Regions from separate parts of the Hordeum vulgare genome. Here region 2 is linked to region 1. Evidence: chromatin contacts called from public Hi-C data. All regions are on one chromosome and are shown on one strand. The core of a region is the stretch at or near the end of the contact, and the rest is flanking DNA. Distances in the headings are between cores, read along the strand shown. Region 1 holds the start of LOC123449199 (probable xyloglucan endotransglucosylase/hydrolase protein 28). Region 2 holds the start of LOC123449202.

Evidence for each region. Hi-C and Micro-C count contacts between places; a contact is called where the count stands out from the background.
Region 2: a Hi-C map of seedling shows a contact between it and region 1, with 4 times the contacts expected there. The contact joins the promoter of LOC123449202 here to the promoter of LOC123449199 in region 1. A contact is called at or near these places in 3 of 6 Hi-C or Micro-C datasets (leaf and seedling) and 1 of 1 datasets of contacts at active chromatin or transcription factors (embryo).

The regions. Positions count from the first base shown.
Region 1 is chr4H:511,593,875-511,596,977 of MorexV3_pseudomolecules_assembly, reverse strand. It overlaps LOC123449199 (probable xyloglucan endotransglucosylase/hydrolase protein 28), which reads right to left and starts at 1,340. Exons shown (of 4, transcript XM_045126329.1): 1 at 820-1,340; 2 at 617-717; 3 at 367-503. The coding sequence starts at 1,033.
Region 2 is chr4H:512,405,697-512,409,120 of MorexV3_pseudomolecules_assembly, reverse strand. LOC123449202 reads right to left here and starts at 1,480. Exons shown (of 9, transcript XM_045126335.1): 1 at 1,275-1,480; 2 at 972-1,174; 3 at 356-428. The coding sequence starts at 1,367.

The sequences.
Region 1 (3,103 bases), core at 91-2,590:
AGTGATAGCCCTGGAGCAATCCGAGCTAATCGAATGCCAGGTGAAGTAATTGGCTACGGCTGTTGCAGCTAAAACCACTCTACATTGTGCCGGAAGCCATCACTTGAGGCTCCTGGTCTGAAGTTCTGAACTACTCCGTACTAGTTTACTGTTCAAAGTTCAGTCCGATCAGACCTTGCAGCGAAATGCAAACCGTGCACGCAATGCAGTGTGGTGCCGATCGATGACAAGCAACGGAGCAAGTAAGTAAGATTGGCGGGGATGAGATGGGAGGGAGAGCAGGGGCTAGCTTACACGATGGTGCGGTTGGTCCAGAGGATGGCGTAGCGGTGGAAGTCGTGGGTGGGGTCGAACCAGAGGCCGTACCTCTCCTCCCGGCCGACCGCCGTGCTGCCGTCGCCGTACACGTTGGTCTGCACCCTCCACTCCTTCCCCCTGACGTTCCCCAGGAACTCGAAGTCCAGCTCGTCGTGCGTCTTCTCGTACACGTCGCCGTTGGACATCTGCCGGAAAATCCAACGATCGCAATGCCAAAGTCTGTTAGCAGTGCGTTATTATGTCGGTTCGTTTCGTTTGCAAGAAGCGCGGTGCAGTGCAGGCCTGCAGGGGTACTCACGTAGAAGGCGACGACGACGCCGGCGGCGTAGTCGGAGGGCAGCTTGATGCTGGCGCTGAAGAAGCCGTGGAAGTACGCGCCCTGCGACGCGAACCCGGAGCCTGGATACACCAAACCAACAGAGGCAGGCGCCGCGCCATGAGGAACGGAAGGCGGCGACAAGAACGTGAGGATCGATCGATGAAGCACGGCATGGTGGGTACCTGTCCTCTCGTCGAGGGAGATGTGGACTCGCTTGCCGTCGCCGTGGAGCCTCAGGTTGGAGTCCCCGAACAGCTGGGTGTAGCCCTCCCGGAAGGTGAGCGCCGCCGCCGTCGTCGGGCGGGGCACCATGACATCGTCCGCGGCGGCGCCGGAGGACGCAGCAACCCAAGAAGACGACGCCAGGAGGACGGCCAAGAGGAAGTGACACGCCATTGGAGCTCTCTCCTCTGCTGTTCCTTCCTTCACCCCCCTCCGCTCCGCTCCGCTCCGCTCTACTATATCGTGCTGGCTGGCTGGCTGCAGCTCACTCACTGCTTCTTCTCTCGCCTCGTCTCTCTGACTCTCTCTCTCGCGCGCGACTAGGCCGGCGATGGATTGCAAAGGAAGCTAGCTTTCCATACGGCGTTTTATCGGGAGTTGCACCTCACAGTTCCGAGCGAGTAGGCCGCGCCGTTTAATTAATCATCGCGTCCGCTGCAATTAAACAGGATCCGTATTCTGATACGTACGTATATATCATATCATCGAGGCCTTGTTCTGATACGTACGTATATAGGAGTATCATATCATCGAGGCTTTGATTGCCGCGCTAGTGCTGCTGAATTACTACTCCCAACCCCATATCTCACTCAACCATTCTCTTTACTGCCGGCCATTACTTGACAGATCAAAACCGTACCCACAGCTTTTTGCTTGATCCCAGCGGAATCCAGGGATTATTGTTGTACTACCGTTGGTTGAATGCCCGCACGAGCTTCCCGTTTCTCCTTGAGTGCGGCTCGAGGCCTCGGGCGGTCCATACTGCTGTCAGGGAGCATGAACAAGACTACAAACGGCACGTCTAGCAACAGGCTGGTCGACAGACATTCGACGTATTGTAGCATCGGAGTGGCGAAACCATCGTATTCGTGGGTGAGGGAAGCTGGTCCATGCATGATCGCGTGCCAGATGATCGGACGCATTCGGGGTCCGAACGACGCGACGGCCGGCAAGGTATCCTAGAAATGCCCGGCGGGAGGTGCAGGCGGCTGCGGCGCCGGTGTCCTGGAAATGTCTCGTCGGGATTTATTACTCCTGGGAGCGCTGCAACCGATTCATTGTGCGAGGCCCTGTGGCCGATTTCGCTGTTTTGATGCTTTTGACATAGTTTAGCCTGATTTGACCCGTTTGCCACGATAGACATACACACCTTACCGTCATTTGCTGTGACGAAATTAACCGTCTCAACATTCTACCGTCAGCCCACACCCTGCCATCATTTTTGTGTGTGACGGGTAGCCATTTATCCACGTCAACGAGATCAAACGGTGTCATCTGCGCTGATCCGGACTCCACCGTCCCAGAGAATAACGATAAGGTGTGTATGCTTACCGCCACAACGAATGACGGTAAAGAAAAATCAGATCCGAAATAATTTCACAAGCGGGCCACATTAGCAAAAGGGTCAAAATTGTGAATTTGGCCACGCCGCTGTCGACCGCAGGCGCCGGAAATTTAGGGGGCGGACTGGATGAGACGGCCGACAGAGGGGGACCCCCGACGTACTCTACGCCGGTAGGTTCTGTAGCTTTCTCGCCCTGACGCCGTCGTGTGGGAGTGAGTACGTAGCGGCCTGAAACGGTAGCGAGACGGTCAGGCAACCACCTTTTCTCCTGTGCTCGCATCGCCTCTCTCTCCTGCGTCTCTTTCTGAGCACTTTCACCGTGTACGCACAGTACTACTCCTACTCTACTCTAACTCTAAACTCTACTCACATTGTGTGAGAGCTTCTACTCTTGCACGGCGAACCACGGAGAGGGTACCAGTACTCGCAGTACGACACTCAACAGTGCAAAGATTAATGACGATTGAATGTGAGCCTGTCCGTCAGCGGTAGATCGAGTGAATGCAGTGGCTACAAACGGCTGTGGGGGAAAAAAGGTGCGAGTCCATGCAGCGAGCGGGTAATCCTGACCCCTCCTCCACTTACTTTTGGACCATCGATCGATCCCGGGGCTGGGGCAGGCTGGCGAGCCCAGCCCAGCCCAGCCCAGCGCCATGGACAGGATGGGCGGGCGCTCTGGCCGACGCCGCCGATCGGGTCGCTTTCTCGCGGGGGCGCGCGCCTCTTTTCCGCTTGCATTGATCACTAGGGATGGCCTGGCCTGGCCCGACGGGATGAGCGGGTGAGTGACGACTGCTGCTTTGCCTTGGCGTGGGCGACGGTGAGTTGGACCTTTGGCCCGGGGCGTATCTTTTTCCGGTAGCCGTTTTGTTTGCTAGCTGTTAGCCGTTTATCCTCGA
Region 2 (3,424 bases), core at 231-2,730, 810 kb before region 1:
ATAATCACAATGATAATACACAGAGCAAAGGATATTTTCAGTGTGTGTTGGTTTTTAACAAACTCATAGTTTCGTGGCGATCATTTCTTACATTGTTCATGAAATTGGCAAGTATTTGCAGCAGTCTATTAATGCAAAGCAGGATACACAATAACATGTTTTTGTTTTACAGAGATACTTAACAACATCTTCCTTGTGTATAGTTCGCCAACAAGTAGGCAAATGGGAACTAAATCAACCAAAATGACAGTTACGCTAAGAATTGTGTGATATCACTGGCTCGGAATTAAAAAGTCAAGATACAATGAAAAACCATGCAAACTGACTGAATTCACAAGAACAGATTGGTCCTCACCGTGAAGGCTCTTTGCCTAAGATAAGGTTTGTTGTCGTCACTGTGCCATCCAATAGAAGCACCCTTGCACCAACTGCACGCCCAATATAGAGGTTTTGAATAAGGACAACATTATAGTGTCAAGTTATGTCAGGTCTCCTACATTAACTACCTTCAAGGTTTACGCGCACCACTAGTATAGTAAAGTTGTGCATTCGTATAAAGTTACTGGAGTCATGAGGGCAGGTACTCCCTCCGTTCCTAAATATAAGTCTTTCTAGAGGTTTCACTACTAGACCACATACGGATGTATATAGACATATTTTAAAGTATAGATTCACTCATTTTGCTCCGTATGTAGACCTTTAGTGAAATATCTTAAAAGACTTATACTCCCTCCGTCCCAAAATTCTTGTCTTACATTTGTCTATATATGAATGTATCTAGTCACGTTTTAGTATTTGGATACATTCATTTTTAGACAAACCTAAGACAAGAATTTTGGGACGGAGGGAGTATTTAGGAACGGAGGGAGTACAATGCAAGGTGCTTATATGAGGGTACTGTAAGCATCTATGTAAAATTGATATGCTCCAAGGAAACACGCTGATACCAATGTGGAACTACTGTTCAGAACCTGACTAGTCCGGTGAACTCGACGAAGAGGTCGAAGTGGCAGGAGAAGAAGGACTCGACGGCATCGCGGAGTCGCTCGCGGATGGGCACGAAGGGGAGGAGTAGGTGGCCGCAGCCGGTGGCAGCCAGATGCGGCAGCGATGTAGACACCACCGAAGGCCGGTACCCCGCCGTCCCGCAGCTCCAGTGGACGAACTCCAGCTCCTGGACACGGCGGCACCATATGAGACGGTCGATTCGGATCGCAATAAGCTGGAGATTAGAGCTCGGAGGAGGAGGGTTTGGGGAGGAGCGTGTGATATACCTTGCAGGTCTCGGGGGAGAGGAATCCAGGGATAAGGAGGCGGACGTTGTCCCCGGTGGCGGTCGGCGGCGGCGAAGCGGCGGCGGTGGCCATGGCTGGAAGAGACTTTTTTTTTTAATGAGACATTGGTTGGAACTTGGAAGAGACTTGGAGATGCGGAGGGGAGAGGACAGACTGTGAAATCGGTGGGGCCCCGCGGAAGAGGCCTTTGACTAGGCTGACTAACGGGCGCTCCGAACCCGGCTCAAACGGTTTGGCGAACACTTATTTAGAAGCCTTCCAGCGATCAATTTGACGTGTCATTATTTAACACGTTCTTAGCCCCGCCACGCTTCTGAGCATTTCTTTAGTATTTTTTTTTCACGTGTTTTCAGCTTTTAGAGTGAGTTTTTCGGATTTTTTTCGCACGGTCGTGCCTCTTGGAAAGGGAAAGAACGCGTTTTTTGTTCTCATTTTTTCCGTGAGAAGCACGGTTTTGCTATCACGAGAGACATGATCGTGCCTCTCGAAAAGGGGTAAAAACGTGTTTTTTGTTCTCTTTCTTTTTTTCACGAGAGGCACGGTTCTGCTTTCGCGAGAGGCACGACCGTGCCTCTCGAAAAAGGGTAAAAACGCGTTTTCTGCTCTCTCTTTTTTTCGCGAGAGGCACGGTTTTGCTTTCGCGAGAGGCACGATTTTGCTATAGCGAGAGGCGCGGTTTTGCTTTCGCGAGAGGCACGATTTTGCTATAGCGAGAGGCACGGTCGTGCCTCTCAGAAAAGGGAAAAAAACGTGTTTTCTGCTCTCTTTTTTCGCGAGAGGCACGGTTTTGCTATCGCGAGAGCCACAGTCGTGCCTCTTTGAAAGGGAAAAAACATGTTTTGTGCTCACTCTTTTTTCGTGAGAGGCATGGTTTTGCGAGAGGCACGGCTTTGCTACCGCGAGAAGCACGGTCGTGCCTCTCGAAAAGGGAAAAAATATCGGTTTTATTGTTTGGTTTTTTCATGATATTTTTGTCAAAACGCATCAACATGGGATCTAGTTTTGAAGATCTCGACGCGAGAAACACAACAATAAAAACAGTTCAAGATTTAAGCGCATGATTTAGGAGATAAAACATTTTGAAAATGTGGATCTACGAAAAAACGAAAAACTCCGAGGTTGCGACAAGTGGCATGCATGTAGTGCGTCACTTGTCGCAATCTAGGAAGGTGGGAGTAATCGTTGAAAGGTGTACTCCTCAACTAGTGATTTCGACGGTTCGATTATTGTCCAGTCACAAAAAATTGATCAAGACGGGCTCTCAAACGGGCCTTAAACGTTCTAGCTGACTGTCACTTCTCATATTTAGTCTCAAATATCGGGCGGACATGAAGCGTCCGGGCGCGTCCGCCACGTTAGATGTATCGGTCTCACGGTCTCACGGTCTCACGGTCTCACGCGGAATCATCTAGAAATCCGAAGGTCGAACGAACATCTCCTCTGGTGGGGGTGTGAACGTCGTGTGGTGCCGCTCCGGCTTGCCATGCCATGCCAAATCAGGTTGTTTAAGCTGGCCGGCGTCCCACGACCCTAGCCCATCCACCTCCTTCATCTCTACGTCGCCAGCCCAAGCCCATCCACCTCCTCTCTCACGCTGTGTCGCTCTTTCCATGCTCTTCGTTGCCGTCATGGTCCGGCAAAAGATAACCACCTATGCTATGCTCATGCCGAAGCATCAGTAACAAATCGAGCAGAACATCCGGGCAAGGCACGACGCCCGCACCGTTGTCGGGTTGCCTCTGGACTCGTCGGATCCGAAGGAGCAGGCGAAGGAGGAGGAGGGAGAGGAGTAGCAGCCCGCTTCGATGAAGGAGGAACATGCAGACGAGGAGGCGAAGCGGCCGGAGCAGGAGATAGCGCCAGCTCCTGGCTTCAACATGGAGCAAGCGGAGACGGAGTTTGTCGTCGCTCAAGCAGACGAGATGACGGAGCAGCAGGCCATCATGAAGTCCATCCAGGATGAGACCTATGTGATGGCCAACCTGTAACGTCCAAGATGCGACACTTTACATATTTGGGGACGAGGCCTTAATATGGAAAGAGACGCATCTTAGCGTTTTGCAAGTACAAAAATCATCGCAATACATACATGAAGAGATGAGTATATGGAATGGCTTACACTTGTCACA